Linked DNA regions of Mus musculus: all the other regions are linked to region 1. The links are chromatin contacts, called in public Hi-C maps. All regions are on one chromosome and are shown on one strand. The core of a region is the stretch at or near the end of the contact, and the rest is flanking DNA. Distances in the headings are between cores, read along the strand shown.

What was found. Hi-C and Micro-C count contacts between places; a contact is called where the count stands out from the background.
Region 2: a Hi-C map of bone marrow-derived macrophages shows a contact between it and region 1, with 16 read pairs. The contact joins two enhancer-like sites. A contact is called at or near these places in 1 of 484 Hi-C or Micro-C datasets (bone marrow-derived macrophages) and 2 of 115 datasets of contacts at active chromatin or transcription factors (epiblast stem cells and stem cell-derived neural progenitor cells).
Region 3: a Hi-C map of bone marrow-derived macrophages shows a contact between it and region 1, with 18 read pairs. The contact joins two enhancer-like sites. A contact is called at or near these places in 2 of 484 Hi-C or Micro-C datasets (CD8 T cells and bone marrow-derived macrophages), 1 of 115 datasets of contacts at active chromatin or transcription factors (epiblast stem cells) and 1 of 9 other capture datasets (embryonic stem cells).
Region 4: a Hi-C map of bone marrow-derived macrophages shows a contact between it and region 1, with 19 read pairs. The contact joins two enhancer-like sites. A contact is called at or near these places in 2 of 484 Hi-C or Micro-C datasets (bone marrow-derived macrophages and nephron progenitors) and 1 of 9 other capture datasets (embryonic stem cells).

What each region holds. Positions count from the first base shown.
Region 1 is chr2:128,551,100-128,555,163 of GRCm38.p6, reverse strand. No RefSeq gene overlaps it. Among named protein-coding and RNA genes, the nearest start is that of Gm39928, 3.4 kb to the right of the region's middle. Within about 2 kb of position 1,878, at least 26 of the 459 cell types and tissues checked have an H3K27ac peak or open chromatin away from gene starts, as enhancers often do. A contact at or near this core is called in bone marrow-derived macrophages, where this site is marked.
Region 2 is chr2:127,960,592-127,964,655 of GRCm38.p6, reverse strand. All of the region lies in intron 9 of Acoxl (acyl-Coenzyme A oxidase-like), which reads right to left. Among named protein-coding and RNA genes, the nearest start is that of Acoxl, 110 kb to the right of the region's middle. Within about 2 kb of position 2,370, at least 52 of the 459 cell types and tissues checked have an H3K27ac peak or open chromatin away from gene starts, as enhancers often do. A contact at or near this core is called in bone marrow-derived macrophages, where this site is marked.
Region 3 is chr2:127,981,377-127,985,440 of GRCm38.p6, reverse strand. All of the region lies in intron 11 of Acoxl (acyl-Coenzyme A oxidase-like), which reads right to left. Among named protein-coding and RNA genes, the nearest start is that of Acoxl, 130 kb to the right of the region's middle. Within about 2 kb of position 1,975, at least 2 of the 459 cell types and tissues checked have an H3K27ac peak or open chromatin away from gene starts, as enhancers often do. A contact at or near this core is called in bone marrow-derived macrophages, where this site is marked.
Region 4 is chr2:128,006,709-128,010,772 of GRCm38.p6, reverse strand. It overlaps Acoxl (acyl-Coenzyme A oxidase-like), which reads right to left. Exons shown (of 18, transcript NM_028765.3): 12 at 607-696. Among named protein-coding and RNA genes, the nearest start is that of Bcl2l11, 120 kb to the left of the region's middle. Within about 2 kb of position 1,867, at least 89 of the 459 cell types and tissues checked have an H3K27ac peak or open chromatin away from gene starts, as enhancers often do. A contact at or near this core is called in bone marrow-derived macrophages, where this site is marked.

The DNA.
Region 1 (4,064 bases), core at 629-3,128:
TTCCGGAACACAGATCTGGGGGTACAGTCAGCACCCTCTTCTTCACTGCTCTGACAACAATGGGGTAGCCTTGTCATTGGCCCCCCCCCCCCGCCCTGGTCCTGTCATCCTGGGTTCAGCCTCCCTTGGCTTCTCTTCTACCTGCTTGACACCCCTTCCTCTGGACAGCGGGGGTTAGAGTCAGCTGGGATTCTCTTAGAACAGCTGGGTAGTGGGAAAACACACCTGCGGCGTACACATGCCTTTGCACATCTATGCAGACTTTCATGTGGCCCCTGGAAAGACTTACTTTCGCTTGAATACTTAAAGAATTTAGAAAAGAAATCAGAAGTATGAATATAAAATATAGTTAGCAGCAGGCTAGTGTATGCTCTATGGAGGAGGGTGCCATTGAGAGCCTGACTCTGACATCCAAGATGGCCCTTGTACCAAAAACTGCTGAGAGCAAGCTCACAGCTGGCAACAGGTTCATGCTCTCTGTGCACTGTGACTGCAGCGTCTCATTTCCCTCTCCTGGAGAGCCAGAAGGGAGCCATAACTTAATGGCCTTTCTCTTTCCCCTAACACTCATGTACCAAACCAGAGATGGCTGCTCTGAGAACCCAGCAAGAGTGTCACACCCACCAATGAAAATGCATGGGCTACAGAACCTGAAAAGGGCCTGTGAACCTGGGCCAAGAAGAGCCTGTATCTTGGAGAAGGGCCTGTCTCCTGCCATCTACACTTCTTCCTTAGAGACTTGCAGCTATGACTCTTTAGCAGGAGTCACCAGGGTTGCCAACTCTCAGGGTGTAAGTGGGAACAACGCCAGCCTTGAAAGATGGCTGGGTCACCCATGGAAGGAGTTACAGAGACAAAGTTTGGAGCTGAGACAAAAGGATGGTCCATCTAGAGACTGCCATATCCAGGGATCCATCCCATAATTAGCCTCCAAGCGATGACACCATTGCATACACTAGCAAGCCTTTGTTGCAAGGACGGTGATATAGCTGTCCCTTGTGAGACTAGGCCGGGGCCTAGCAAACACAGAAGTGGATGCTCACAGTCAACTATTGGATGGATCACAGGGCCCCCAATGGAGGAGTTAGAGAAAGTACCCAAGGAGCTAAAGGGAACTGCAACCCTATAGGTGGAACAACATTATGAACTAACCAGTACCCCAGAGCTCTTGACTCTAGCTGCATATGTATCAAAAGATGACCTAGTCGGCCATCACTGGAAAGAGAGGCCCATTGGTCAGGCAATCGTTATATACCCCAGTACAGGGGAATGCCAGGGCCAAAAAATGGGAATGGGTGGGTAGGGGAGTGGGGGGGGGGGACTTTTGGGATAGCATTGGAAATGTAATTGAAGAAAATACGTAATAAAAAAAAAAAAAAGAAAAAAGAAAAAGAAAGATGGCTGGGGCCACAGGAGACAGCTGCTAGCAGGTCTTCGTGAGACTGCCTAGTCACGGGCTATACAGGTTAAAAACAGAGATGGGGGGCCAGGACACCCTGGTTTTTAACATATACTTGTTGCTTTGGCCCCATCTTCCAAACCTAAGTAGCATCTAGCCTTCTGTACTATGGGCAAGTTGAGGCCAGACAGTGGGAAATAGTGTGTCCTACCCTTGCCATCCCATGGCCTACCTTCCCCCAAGCAGCTGTCGCATGGCTGGAAAATTGTTGATTCTTGCCTTTCACCAAACCTGCATGAGGCTTGGTTGGCATGTTGGCAGAGAGAGCCTACAAATGCTCCTAGTATGCATGGCCCAGCCACATCTCCCGCATTTTAGAATGAATAAACCTCTTGTTGAGATGCCACCCTAGCTTGGATCACTCTGTGCTAAGCCCAGGGATCTGACCCTTGTGGAATTCCCCGGATGTTAGGGTGTGGCAGTCTCCTGAGACATTTCAGGACAATGGGGTTGTGAAAAGTTCCGAAAAAGCTGCCAACACTCAGATTCTAGCTCTGACCATGATTGAAGTTCTAAAGCTCTCTGAAGCTAGGGTTCCTCAGGAGGGATAACAATAGGAAGCAAGTTACCAGGTTGCTGGGTATGAGATGAATTCATTCTTACAGAATTAGCTCAGCACCAGACGGGCTCAGGAGTCATTCACATCCCTGGATAGGGCGTAGCCTTGACCTACTTCTCCTTCTCAGAGGGAAGCAGGCTTAGTGGGCCCCTTCTCCTTGTTGGTTACACAGAGATTTCCTTTAAATCCTTTAAGTGCAGTGTTTACTATGAGGGAACTGATTTGGATCAGTTGCTGGACTTCACAAACACATCGATGATAGATGTGTCTGTCTGTTGAGCAAGAACTTCTGGGGTGGGGCCTCCACTGGCTGGTTCTATATGGGGGTCAGATATTTCAGAGTCCTAAATGAAGCCAGCTTGTGCCCAGTGTAGTTACCTTTCTTACTGCTCTGGCAAAATACCTGACAAGGCAGTTTTGGGAGTGAAGCATTTATTGTGGTTCATGGTTTAATAAGGGACACAGTCCATCAACAGGAATCTGAGGAGACACACCACACTGTCTTGGCAGCCCTGTAGCAGAGAGTAGTCAGGAAGTGAGTGGGTCCCCCCACCAGTGAATCACTTCCTCCAGGAAGGCTCTACCTCCTAGGCTCTACAACCTTCCTCCGGAACAATGCTACCAGCTGGGGATCAAGTGTTCAAACACTTGAACCTGTGTGGGACATTTTGAGTTCAAGCCGTAATGGGCTCCTTCTGAGTTAAAGCTTGCCTGAGCTGGGCAATGCAGCCCTGCCAGTGGATGAGTGGTGGTTAGGACTCGCCTAAGGGTTCTTGTGACCTGGCCCAGCACCTCCTACCTGGGATGGGACCCTCCCCCGCCTCCTGCTTTGAACATTCTCCTTAAGTGCTGGGCTGGGGTGAGGATTTACTCACGTGCCCTGTCCTGTTCCCTCTCCCATGTGCTGACTCACCTGTGGTTTCAGTTCCCAGAACCTCTTGTGCTGTGTTTTGGTTGCGGGAGTCATGTGTGCACCTTGCCTCTTCCCACGGCTGAGGCTGAGCCCGAGCCTGGCCTTACTCCTGTTACCACATCCAGACCTTCCCAGAAAACATTGCAAGCATACACCATGCAATTTTCTAACTCGTGAGAAAAGAAGTAGAGAGTGACGTGCCATGCCGTCCATTTTTAGTTCAACAAAAATGACATACCCAAACCAACTTCTTGCTTAGCTTACCTTCTAGAAACGTTCAGAAACCTTGAGATCCACTGGTAGCATCCATCTCTAGCCTCTGCCCTGCAAGCCAGGCCCCTGACACAGGCTGTCCATCTCTCCCAACCACAGCGCTGGTCTCCCAGGGCAGAGGAGGCCTTCTCCCTTTTCCTTTGCTTTAGCTCTGGACACATTGTAGCTGGATGGGGAACCCTTGAGGAGAGGTTTTACACTTGGACTTTTTAAAAAAAGGTTTTCATAAGGGCAAAAGTAAACAAAAAAAAATGCATCCAACACAGAAAATACAAGGAAGAAAGTGTGAGCTGAAATTCAGCTCCATTGACAGAGTCATTACATATCCGGTAACTTCTGCCTGTCTGTGATGGTGACCAGCTATCTCCATCAAGGGAACTGACACCTGGTGACTCTTGCCTGTCTGGGATGGTGAACTAACCGTCTTCATCATAGAAACCGACACCTGGTGTTGTCTGCCTGTCTGGGATGGTGAACTAGCTGTCTTCATCATAGGAACCGACACCTGGTGGTGTCTGCCTGTCTGGGATGGATGATAAACCAGCCATCTCCACCATGGGAACCGACAGCATCACACCACACAGGCTCTTTTCCCACTTCTTATCTTCCTAGCCCTGGGCCAACTTCTTTCACGGTTTTCTATTTTGTTTTTTTGGCACTGGTACTAAACCCAGGGCATCAAGGAAGCCAGGCAAGTATTTCTATCGCTAGCTATACCCACAACCCCTGAGGACACATTTTTACTAGACTATTTCTATGAAATACAGTTCCCTAAGGATCTTTGATTGATGGCCTTGATTAATTATTCAGCATGCATTTCTAGGGAAACAGAACCATATATCTTTAGCAACAAATGTTCA
Region 2 (4,064 bases), core at 1,121-3,620, 590 kb after region 1:
CACCCAGGGCCTCTGTCCATCCATGCAGGGCTCACTGCCTCCACTAGCCCCAAGCCCAGCTACCATATATCTAACTGGACTCACTTGTGGTGGTTCAGCCACGTATTCTGTGGTGGTTTAAATAGGTATGGCCCCATAGACTCCTGTGTTTGAATGCTTGGCCATAGGGAGTAGCACTACTAGGAAGTGTGGTCTTGTTGGAGAAAATCTTGCCTTGGCAGAAGTATGTCACTGCAGGGGCCACCTATGCCCAGTATGAAAGACAGTCCCCTTCTGCAGCCAACAGAACAAGATTTCAGCTCTTTCTCCAGCACCACGTCTGCCTGGATGCTGCCATTCTTCCCACCATGATAATAATGGACTAAATCTCTAAAACTGTAAGCCAGCCCCAATTAAATATTTTCTTTTATAATAGTTGCCATGGTCATGGTGTCTGTTCACAGCCATAAAACCTGAAGACAGAAGTTGGTACCAGGGACCGGAGTATTGCTATGATAGGCCTGACCATGATTTTGTTTGGAGGAATGTGTATTGGGGGATTTTGGTTTAGCAAGCCAGTGGAATGCTTTAAGTGCATTTGAACTGTAGGAGCCTGGCTCAAGAGGCTTCAGAGGAGAAGACTAGTGGTACACACATTTAATCTCAGCCCCTAGGATACAGAGGCATGCTCATCTCTGAGATCAAGGTCAGCCGAACAGAAAAGGAAAGCATCAAAAACAGGAAGTTAGTGATGATGTAATTGAACAAGGGGGCCATGCTGCAGCCCCAACAAAAAGCAGAGCTCATCAGCTTCGGCCATGTGGTTCTGTCTTTAGAGTCAAGGATAGAAGAAAAGGGTTGTAGAAGTCCCCAGCCCCCAGACTGAGGAAAGTCACTAGGGCCAAGTGTATGTATTGGCAGGGGTGTCCCTTCAAGAGGCCATTGTGAGAAGCAATAAAAGTGAAGTCTGGGCTGCCTTTGGGACCCCAAGTGCCAGAGCCATGGTATACCTGCCAAGGAAACCTGTTAACAGGACGTGGAACCAGACTGAGAAAAAGAAATGTGTTGCTGTCAACAAAGCTGAAAGGAGTTGGAGATCTGATGCAGAGGCTGGAGTTTGTCCAGCTGGTTTTGGTCTTGCTTTGGTCCAGAAGTTCCCTACTATGCTCTCTTCCATATCTTTTGAAACAGTAATGTATATCCTGTGCTATTATATGTTGGAAGTATGTGATCTGGTAAAGTGTGCAATTTTGATTTTAAAGGATTACAGTTAAGAGATTGCATGAATCTCAGAAGAGGCTTTGAACTTTGGAGTTTTAAACATTGTTGAGACTGTGATAGGCTATGGGAACTTTTGAAGATGGACTAAATGCATTTTGCATTATGTTATGGCTACAAGCTTATGGGGGCTAGAAGCTGGAATGGTAGTTTGAATAGTGTGGTTCTTTAAATGTAATTGGCCCCCATAGGCCCATAGGGAGTGGGTACTATTAGGAGGCATGGCCTTGTTGGAGTAAGTGTGGTATTCCTGGAGGAAGTGTGTCACTGTTGGGGTGAGCTTTAAGGTCTCCTATGCTCAAGCTATGCCCAGTGTGGCTCACAGTCTCTCTCTGCTGCCTTCACATCAAAATGTAGAACTCTCAGCTCCCTGCAGCACCATGCCTGCCCGCATGCTGCCGTGTTTCCGGCCATGCCAATAATGGACTGGATCTCTGAAACTGTAGGCCAGCACCAATTAAATGTTTGCCTTTATTCAAGTTGCTATGTTCATGGTGTCTCTACAAAGACCCAAACTAAGACAAATTGGCAAGGTCCCCATCAACTCATGTGTTTGCATGGTTAGCTCATAGGGAGTGACACTATCAGGAGGTGTGGCCTTGTCGGAGTAGGTCTTGCCTTGAAGGAAGTATGTTACTGTGAGAGTGGGCTTTGAGATTTCCTATGCTCAAGCTACACTCAGTGTGGAAGACAGTATCCTGCTGCTGCCTGTGGATCAAGATGCAGAATTCTCAGCTCCTCTAGCACCGTGTCTGCCTGCACACTGCCATGCTTCCTGCCATGATAATGGACTAAACCTCTGAAACTATCAGCCAGCCTCAATTAATTTTTTTTAATAAGAGTTGCATGGTCATGATGTCACAGCAATAAAACCCTAACTAAGACACATCCCCCTCCCCAACTGAGACTTTTCTGATATTTCTCCCTCTCTCTAACATATCCCTTCCAAAACCCAAACAGAAACAAACCAATAAAAGCAAAGTTGCTTCTCCCTAGAATGCCCTCAGTAATCTTCCTGTGATCCCTCCAGTGCCAATGTCTCTCCCTTGCAGCCTGACACTGCATGTGTCTCTACTAACTGACTGCTCCTGATGCTTCTCCACTGGAGCCTTGCTTGATCCTGGAGTGTTTGCCCCGCCTCCCAGGGTGAGCTCATTCCTAAAGATAGCAAATGATGTCCCCATGACAACATCTTCCAAATGCAAGCTAACAAATTCAGAGGCCCCAATACCTCCTTCACGAGGCTATCACAATGTAGGCCACTGTTACCCTGCACAGGTCACCCCAGGTGACACCAAGGTAGTGTCAGACCAAGGAGAGCCCCCTGCCAATATCAGAAGCCTCCCAAAGCATCCAACGAGTCATTCCTAATCTGCTTAGCCTGCTTAGCCTGCTTAGTCCATGCTTTCTGCTGGCACCCTCTACCTCCCGACTGATGCTAGTGTTTTGTGTTGTTTTTCTGGAATGTCTGCTTATTAATAGTTGTTACAGAGAAATAACTTTGACAAGGGAACATGGGTAGTCAGTTAGGATAGAAATTAATGAGAAGAATGAGAGAGGAGAAGAGAGGAACCCACCTCATGCCAACAGCCATACCCTGACTTTCTTCTATGAGAACAGAAAAAAAAAAAAACCCCAAATCAGTGGATGAGCAGAAAGCAGGGTCCACAACTCCTTCCCTCTGGCCTCAGATGCTGACAGTCCCAAAGCACCAAAAGGGAGTTTCCACTGGCTTCTGACCTGTCTGATGTTCTATCTGGCTGTAGAGGTGGGAAATGTGACAATAAAGATTAATGGCTTTTGTGCTCAGAGATGCTACCAGAGGTCAGCCCTAAGACTGCCACCATTATCCCCAAGCTTGTTGTCTGGCTGCAAGAGAGGCAGCAGAGACAGGGGATATCAAGACACTGGTCAGAGAAGTCATAGCCCACATGGCAACCTTGACTGGCTATTCTGCACTCAGCATCATGTTTATGGACCCAGTCGGGCACACTGAAGGCTCCTTCCCTGGTTGCCAGCATCCTGGCATGCTGCCCTGAACACAGCTCACAGGGCTGTAATCCCTGCAGCTGGCCAGCAATTACTGCCTGCCAGACGTTTTTATTGTTCCAGAATATGATCTATATGGACACAATATTCTTCCTGTCTTTCCTCCACTGGGTTACTATTTTTTGTTAAAAATACATGTAAAGGGTATATTTTTCTCTATAAAAACAATTCTCATTTCAGCACTCCCTCCAAAGAAAAAGAATCCAAGTCACTTAGCTTTCTCATGATCTTTAAAAAAAAAACAAAAACAAAGAGCCGAGTATGTATGCACGCTGATATCCACGTGAAAATCAATCCAGGGCTCAGAGAGAACTGCGAATGATGCCATTTAAGATTATAGATCTGAAACGCTATTTCTGGGCTCTGGCAACAACTAAGGAATAGAGGAAACATTTATTTTTGGTTGTTGTATTTCATCCCCACTCAATTGTGAACACGGCCGCTTGAAGCAACATTCGCAGAAAGTGACACGGCTATTAATCACCAAGGCAGCTTCTGCAGGCGCAGCCTCTTGGGGGGGACTACACTGCCTGCCTTCTCTACTCTCCCTCTGGTCTCTTCTCCCAAAGGAGGCCAGTGACCTACTAAAAAGATAATTGCTTCCCATGTTTCCTGCTCCGAAGCATCATTGCATCAGTCTGCTGTGAATGACATCCAGTCACCCTGAAGGAGAAAATCCTATGTGGCTGAGCCTCTGTCCTTGACTCTGAGATATCTTGGAGTATAAGCTCAGGGTGCTAGGTAGTTCACAGGCATTT
Region 3 (4,064 bases), core at 726-3,225, 570 kb after region 1:
TATGTATGGAATTTCTGGATTATAATGAAAATTCTATTGTGTGTGTGTGGGGGGGGGTCATGATCAAGAGAACTTGAAAGCCACTGGTCTAGAAACTATTAGGCCTTGGTTTTGATTGCTGATAGAAGAAGAAATATGTATAACCTTTGTTCACAGTGTCAGTATTATTTAAATATGTATTCCCCCAAAAGCAGAATATGCACACAAATTAGCACCAAAGTTAGGTATTAGAATATTTTTATAATAGATTGTTATATAACTGAAGGTTGGCATTTTAGTTAGTATTTCCATTGCTGCGAAGGGACCAACATGACCAAGACAACTCTGATAATGGACAACATTTACTTGGGGCTGGCTTACAGTTTCAGAGGTTCAGTCCATTTTCACCATGGCAGGAATCAGGCAAACATGGTGCTGGAGCAAGAGCTGAGAATTCTGCATCTGGATCTGAAGGCCCCGAGGAGAAGACTAGCTCTTCTACATGGGGCAGAGCTTGAGCTGTAGGAGCCCTCAAAGCCCGCCTCCACAGTGACATACTTCCTCTGACATGGACACACCTCCTAATAGTAGCACTTCCCATGGGCCAAACATCTTCAAACCACCATAGTTGGTTAGTTAAATTATGTTACACATACATCATAAATGTTACCAGACACTAACACTGCTGCATACGTGAAATCTGAAGTATTGTCCTTACTGCCTCAGGGGCAAGAACTTATAAAACTTTAAACACACCAGTGCATAGAAAGAATGTGGCTTAGAAACGTGTCATTGCTTAGAAGCACAGGTGTAGCATCTATTTCCTTCCTTCTCTGTGCTTTTCTTATTTTCAAAAAACATCTACAGTGGGTATATACAGAAAGGATGCATTGCTTTTGCAATTGGGAAAAGAAACATAATGCATGTGGTTTTAAAATTGCTTCACTGAAGGGGGTGGGGATCCATCCCATATACAGTCACCAAACCCATACCCCTATAGTGGATACCAACAAGTGCTTGCTGTCAGGAGCCTGATATAGCTGTCTCCTGAGAGGCTCCACCAGTGCCTGACAAATATAGAGATGGATGCTCTCAGCCAACCATTGGATTGAGCACAGGGTCCCCAATGGTGGAGCTAGAGAAAGGAACCAAGGAGCTGAAGGGGTTTTCCCCATAGGAAGAACAACAATATGAACCAATCAGATTCCCCCAGAGCTCCCAGGGACCAAACCACCAACCAAAGAGAACACATGAAGGGACCTATGGCTCTAGCCGCATATGTAGCAGAGGATGGCCTGTGGAGCATCAATGGGAGAAGAGACCCTTGGTCCTGTGCCAGCTCAATGCCCCAGTGTAGGGGAATGCCAGGATCAGGAAGTGGGAGTGGGTGGGTTGGTGAGCAGGGGGAGGGGGAGGAAAGGATAAGGGTTTTTTGGAGGGGAAACAAGGAAATGGGATAACATTTGAAATGTAAATAAAGAAAAAATATATAAAAAAAATTGTTGGGGCTGGTGAGATGGCTCAGCGTGTAAAAGCACCCAACTGCTCTTCTGAAGGTCCTGAGTTCAAATCCCAGCAACCACATGGTGGCTCACAACCATCCATAAGGAGATCTGACTCCCTCTTCTGGAATGTCTGAAGACAGCTACAGTGTACCTACATATAATAAATAAATAAATCTTTAAAAAAAATTGTTTCACTGAGGAAATAACATGCCCTCCCTAGATAACACTCATGCTGAGTACTAGTGCCAGACATGAAAGCCAGAAGTTAAGAGGAGTGCCTCAAAGGTTAGGAGGATTGCTGGTGATAAGAGAGAAGCAGCAAAGATTATTGCCAGAACGGTTCCTATCTTAGCACACTATGTAATTTTTCAAGTTTCCTGCTCCCATACTAGACATGACATCACATTTGTCATCCCCTCAAAGGAGCTGCCAGTGGGGCACTCGTGCTTTGGATATGACTGACATACGGCCAAGGCTGGCAACTTCTCCATAAAAAGTCATGATGACTCAGTCAGTAAATGTCTGCTGTCCAAGCATGAGAACCTAACTTTAGATCCCCATCACCCATGCAGAAAGCTGCGGGTGGTGAATGCCCCTGTGATTCCAGCCCTGGAGAGGCAAGTAGATTTCTGGAGTTTACTGACCAGCCTGTCTACCAAATCAGTGATCTCCATATTCAGAGAAAGACCTAGTCTCCAGAAATAAGGTGGGACAAACGTGGGTGGCAGGACATAGAGAAATGAAGCTGGAACTTAACTGGAAGCCCCCTTTCTCCTGGCTAGCATGCCTCCTGCTGGCTAGAAGGTGCTAGAAGCTGCCAGAGGAGAAAAGTTGAAGCCATAATTCCAACCCGCCATGCCAAGTGCAATCCCTGGAACAATAGGGGCATGACTGTTACAGGAGTAAATGACAGATACCTGAATAGACTTAAGGCCAAAGAAGAGAATTCATGATTGGTACTTTAAACCTGTTTAGAAAGTCATGGCTAGAAGGTCATAGGCCCTGGGGTGGGGACGGGAGGACTCACTGCTGCTGTTTTCATAAGTTGACATCACATAATACTATCTTCTAAATATTTACATTTATATGCATAGATATATACCACCCTAAGCCTGGATCAGAGAAGCTTCTCTTTGCAGTGAAAGAGATACATGGCTGTTCTAGCTATGACTGATGAGCATGCAGCCCTAAATATTTATATCATGTATCCAGGCTCAGGGATTATCCAGAAGAGGTGGGAGAAAGAGTATAAGAGCCAAATGTTGGAGAGAAGAGCTACAAAACACTGTTTTCTGAGTGTGACAGAGAATTCATGAACGCACCGCAGCAGAGATCCCCTGCACTGGGCCTGAACAAAGCTGGGTTTTTTAGCAGTCATCCATGGATGGGAAGGACTCAGAGGGTCTCCCCCTCCCTGGGGAAACTATTGGCTGTTGATGGGTGTTGGGGAAGAAGAAATCATGGCCTTCAGTTGTATACCTTCTGGGCTCTAAAGGATAGTTCTGCAACCACAGTTTTACAGGTAGCCTTGCTTAAACTCAGTGGGTCACAAAACAAAACAAAAGATACAAAGGTAGAAAAGGGGTTTGTAGGAAAGAGGCAGAATGGACAGTAATGGACGGGAGACAGAAGACAGCAAGGGTAAGAATAATTAGATGTATCATAGCCATCAAAAGTGTCAAAAGGAAATTTAACTCATTAACAAAAGGTGATTGAGGAAGGCAGCCAACATCAACCACTGGCTTCTACATGCACACACACGAACAAGCACACACACTCCAAAATCCTTTAATTGTCTGAAGTAAAATAACGCACAGAAAGGTGAAAGGGGACAAGTTTTATGAATCAATCTCAAGTTCTAAGAATGAGAGAAAATAGATACACAGGACACCCACTCACTCCCCTCAGTCCATTAGTCCATCTGTCCACCTGTCTATCAAGTGGTCACTGCTTAGTCCTTAGCCACTTTGCATGCTGCACACCCTAGTCAGCCTTAGGACAGAGGGACCTAGTGAAGAACTCAGCCCCAGCTCTAGCTGCCACTCAGTCCAGTCTCCGCTTCTCCTTTGCAAAAGAGCATTCATGAAAACCTTTCATGAGAATAGCAGACACTGTGGAGGGTCTGCTGCATTCCTAGCCGTGTGCTGAGGCTCTGTCTCTGTGGATACAATCCCAGGCACATGTGGGTACCTGGGAGAGCCTACCACAGACAGTTCTGCACAGCACTGATTCATCCTTCTCTCCAGTCTAAGTCCAGTTTTTCCTCATCGATTCTGTCCTCCTATGCTCCCTCATTTAGACTCATGCCTTTTCTGGTGTCCTTGGTTGTGCCACACCCCACCTTCACCCCGTGTGCAGGTGGCAATGCCTCTGATACAATAAGAAGTACACACTTAGCATGCTTTTCCCCCTGGTCCTGGCACAGAGTTCTTAGAGTAATGAGACAAGTGGATATTGGGTCTCTACCTCCAGCACATGTCTCCTAAAACCTGTGATTTCCTGAACAGTGGGGTGCTTGGAACACACTTTGTCCTAATATTTGGTCTCTGACACTAGTTCTTGATGCAAATATCCTAAATC
Region 4 (4,064 bases), core at 618-3,117, 540 kb after region 1:
GCTTGCAAGTACAATTTTAAAGGTGATATATAATTCCCCACTGAGTGGTCAGAGTACGATTTACATAATCATTTTGCTATTGATACTTATTGCTATAATAAATTATGTAGTGGTGAGAATGTATTGCTTCAGTGTTTTTTATTCCATATTTATGATTATTAGGGTAGAGTCCTGGGGTAGAATTACACATAGTCCTATAGCAACATGCAAACCCTCTTCTACTTTCGCCAACAATGAGTCCCAATTTGTCCTAATATGCATTTCTGTGTTGACTGGCCACCCCATACTTTGGAGTTTAGCATTCTGTTTTTCACGTTTTATCTTCAGGGCCTGAATACTCTATTGGAATAGCTTTGCTAGTATAAAAATCTGACTTAGTACATGCTAGTGGTTTTCTAAAACTACAAAGACATATTTAAACATCAAAGATGACCTAAAAGACAAATACCCCAATCCCCTGTTCAACTGCCTAACAGGAAAACACCTGCCAATTAAATGAAGGTATCAGATAAAGATAAAATGTACAAAACACTTCAGATTTTTTGGATAATTCTTGGTCTTGAAAAGTGTGCTGTTTAAAATGAATAACTGTGTCCTAACCCTTACCTGAAGCATGACCACATTGTCACCTTCAAAGGTTACAAACACATCTGTGTCACATTTCAGGTCTGAGATTCTGGTTTCCATCATGTAACCCTGTTGCAGAGGAAGAGGAGGAGAGAAGGGAGAGAAAGAAGAAAAAAGTGTTTTAATTTGCAATGACATCATTACATGGGAAAATTAGTTCCCTTAAAATTAAAAGCACAGATCATTGAAGAGGAAAAAAGTAACAATGTATCTCTTACTCAGAATAATTTCAATATATCACATTATATCATATTATCAATATATCACATTAGCTTTGAGGTCACACATACAATTTTGGGTATTGTCTTCATTGTTGATAAAACATTGACAAATGGTTATTTCATTTTTAACCAAAAGATTTCAACTAATCACACCAATATGCTTTGTTTTCAAACTCTTCAGAATTCTACTAGTGGCTTACTCCTGCAAGAGAACAATGCCTCCCTCCACCCTGAACCACCCCCCCCCCCAAACGCTGAAGAGTACTGGAAGGCAGGTTAAAAATTCTACATTGACCAACTGCTCTGCTCTGTCAACTCACACTTTCTAGCTTCCTCCTCCTGTCTTTCCCTGCCTCCTTCCTTCTCTTCCTTTCCCTCCTCTCCTCCCTTCCCTTCCTCCTCTTCCTCCACTTCCTCTTCCTCTTTTTCACTTCTTAAAATCCTATTTCTAAGGTAGCAATTCACAGTTACCTAAGTGCTGTCAGTCTCCTCCCATAAAGAACTGGCCCTGGAGCACGTAGGTTCAGGTCCAGGCCAACGTGAGTGGAGTGTGGCATATCTCTGGCCTGGGAACTTTTCTCCTGCCAAGGCCTCTCTGCCGCTCCTCTGTCCTGCTTCCCTTTTTCATCTGGTTTGTTTCCTTTCTCACATTTCTCATTTCCTCTTTTTTTTTTTTTTTAAATTTCAGATTTCTGGCTTATCTGGATTCCCCCTTATTTATCTTACATCCTCACTTCCCCTTTCCCATCCTCCATACTGGCCATACCCACCGTACAGGATAACCCCCTTTCTCATTTCTCAGTTCTCACTTCCCTTTTCCCATGGCTCACACCTGGCTTCCTTGCCTCCCCCATAGCTTTAACATTTCTCACTTCCCGTCTCCCACCCACCGCACCCGCCCTAAGCGATGTACCAAATTTCCCCTCAGTTCTCACTTCCCTTTTCCCACCCGCTGTACCCTGAGTGTCCGCTGTACCGGATCACCCCTCTCTCAGTTCTCACTTCTCACTTCCCTTTTCCCACCCGCTGTACCCTCTGTATCCGCTGTACTCTGAGTGTCCACTGTACCGGATCTCCCCCTCTCTCAGTTCTCACTTCCCTTTTCCCATGGCTCACACCCAGATTTCTCTTCACCCTCAGACGCTTTACATTTCTCACTTCCTTTTTTGTATAAGTCAAAATTCCCACTTGTCTGGGTTCCCCTATCTGTTCATTTACTTTACAACGCCCCAGCACACACACACTCTTGTATCGTTTCCTCTTCCCCTTTATTTCAAGAGTCTTGTTTCCTGTTTTTCTCCTTTTCTCACCTCTCTTATTTGATTCCTCCCTTTCCTTTCTTACTTCCTTTTTTTTTCTTTTTTTTAATTTCAATTTCCTTCCTTTTAAAATTTGTTTGGTGTGTGTGTGTGTGTGTGTGTGTGTGTGTGTGTGTGTATACACCACAGCAGGTGTCCACAGAAGCCAGAAGAGACTAGATCCCATGGAGCTGGAGTTGCAGGCAGCTGTGAGGCACCCAACATGGGTGCTGAGAACCGGAGCTGTACCCTCTTCAAGAACAATGTGCTGAACAGTGAGCCACCACCCCAGCCCTAAAAACATTAACCAAACCAAACAACTCCCTACCCTCAGTGGGACTTCATTCTTTCTTTCTTAAAAATGCATTTACTTTTATTTTATGTATATGACTGCTTAGCCTGAATGTCCCCATGTGCACCATATGCATGCCTGGTACCAAGGGAAGCCAGAAGAGGGCATTGGATCCCCTTGAACTGGAGTTACAGGCAGTTATAAGCCACCATGTGAGTTCTGGGAACCAAATTCCAGTCCTCTACAAGAGCAGCAAATGCTCTTAACCACTGTGCCATCCCTCCAGTCCTTTAAACACACTTCTAAAATTGGCAGATAGCATATGATTTTATCATGTACAACTTATTCTTAAGTATATACACACAGAGATACAACAATGCTAATTAACAAACACACCACCTCACGTGGTTATTACTCCCATGGTAAAACCATATAACACCCACACTCTTTACATTTTTGAAGAATACAATGTATCATTATTAACTAATCTCTTAAAAATTCACTTCCTTTTTCTAGCTCTAATTCTATACCTTTAACCAATGTTGTGGTTCAGTACGTCAGCAGGCTCTTGGTCTGTGGGTTTGGCTGGGGAGAGGGGGCCTTCTACAAGGATTTCAGTGTTACAGCTCTTTTAGACAGAATTTATTGAAATGGCTTGCACATATATTTTACTTGGGGTGAATAAGGGCTATATAAACCTTGGAGAGTGGGAAGGGATTTTCAGGGTGAGTATGCATTTCCTGAGGGTTAAGGTACTAGGAACCTCTCTGTGGTGTTTTGAATATGCTTGATCCAGGAATTGGCACTATTTGGAGGTGTGGCCTTGTTGGAGGAAGTGTGTCACTGGGTGTGGGCTTTAAGATCCTCATCTTAGGAGCTAGAGAAAGTACCCAAGGAGCTGAAGGGGTCTGCAACCCTATAGGTGGAAGAACAATATGAACTAACCAGTACCCCCTGTTTTCCTTAATGACTGCACTCATTTATTTACTTTCCTAGCAACAACATACAGAGGTCCCTCCCTTCCCACATTCTAACCAACACTTGTTATCTTCCAGCATTTTCCATAATAGTCATTCTTCAAAGCCCACTCCCAGTGACCACTTCACCTCCTAAACTTTAGGACATAATGGCTCTATAATCTTCCTAAACAGTGCCACTAACTGGGACCAAGTGTTCTCATATAGAAGCCTATGGGGGGCATTTATTGTTTAGACAACAGCATCTAGCTGTCAGCTTGTTGCAGTGATTCTGCTGTTCCTGCCTCCTGGGCCCAGGAATTATAGGTGGCCAGAGCAACTGCCTGGCTTTCAAAGGAGTTCTGAAGATGCCAACTCCAGTCTTCTTGCTGGAGTGCCAAGTGACTCATCCACTGAGCCATCTTCCAGTCCTCATTTGCTATGTTTAATTAGGGTTCTTATTTATTTATTGCTATTCAGCTAAGCATTGGCCATCTTTTCTCTTTGTGAAAATGTAATTCTTTGTAGTGGCTATTCCTGTTTGTCAACTTGACTATATTTGGAATGAATTACAATCCAGAATTGGAAGGCTCACCAGTGACTGTTATCTGGAGGCTTGGAGATAGAAGTTTCTGATCTGGATCTTGGTATGGAGATCTTGAGGCATAGT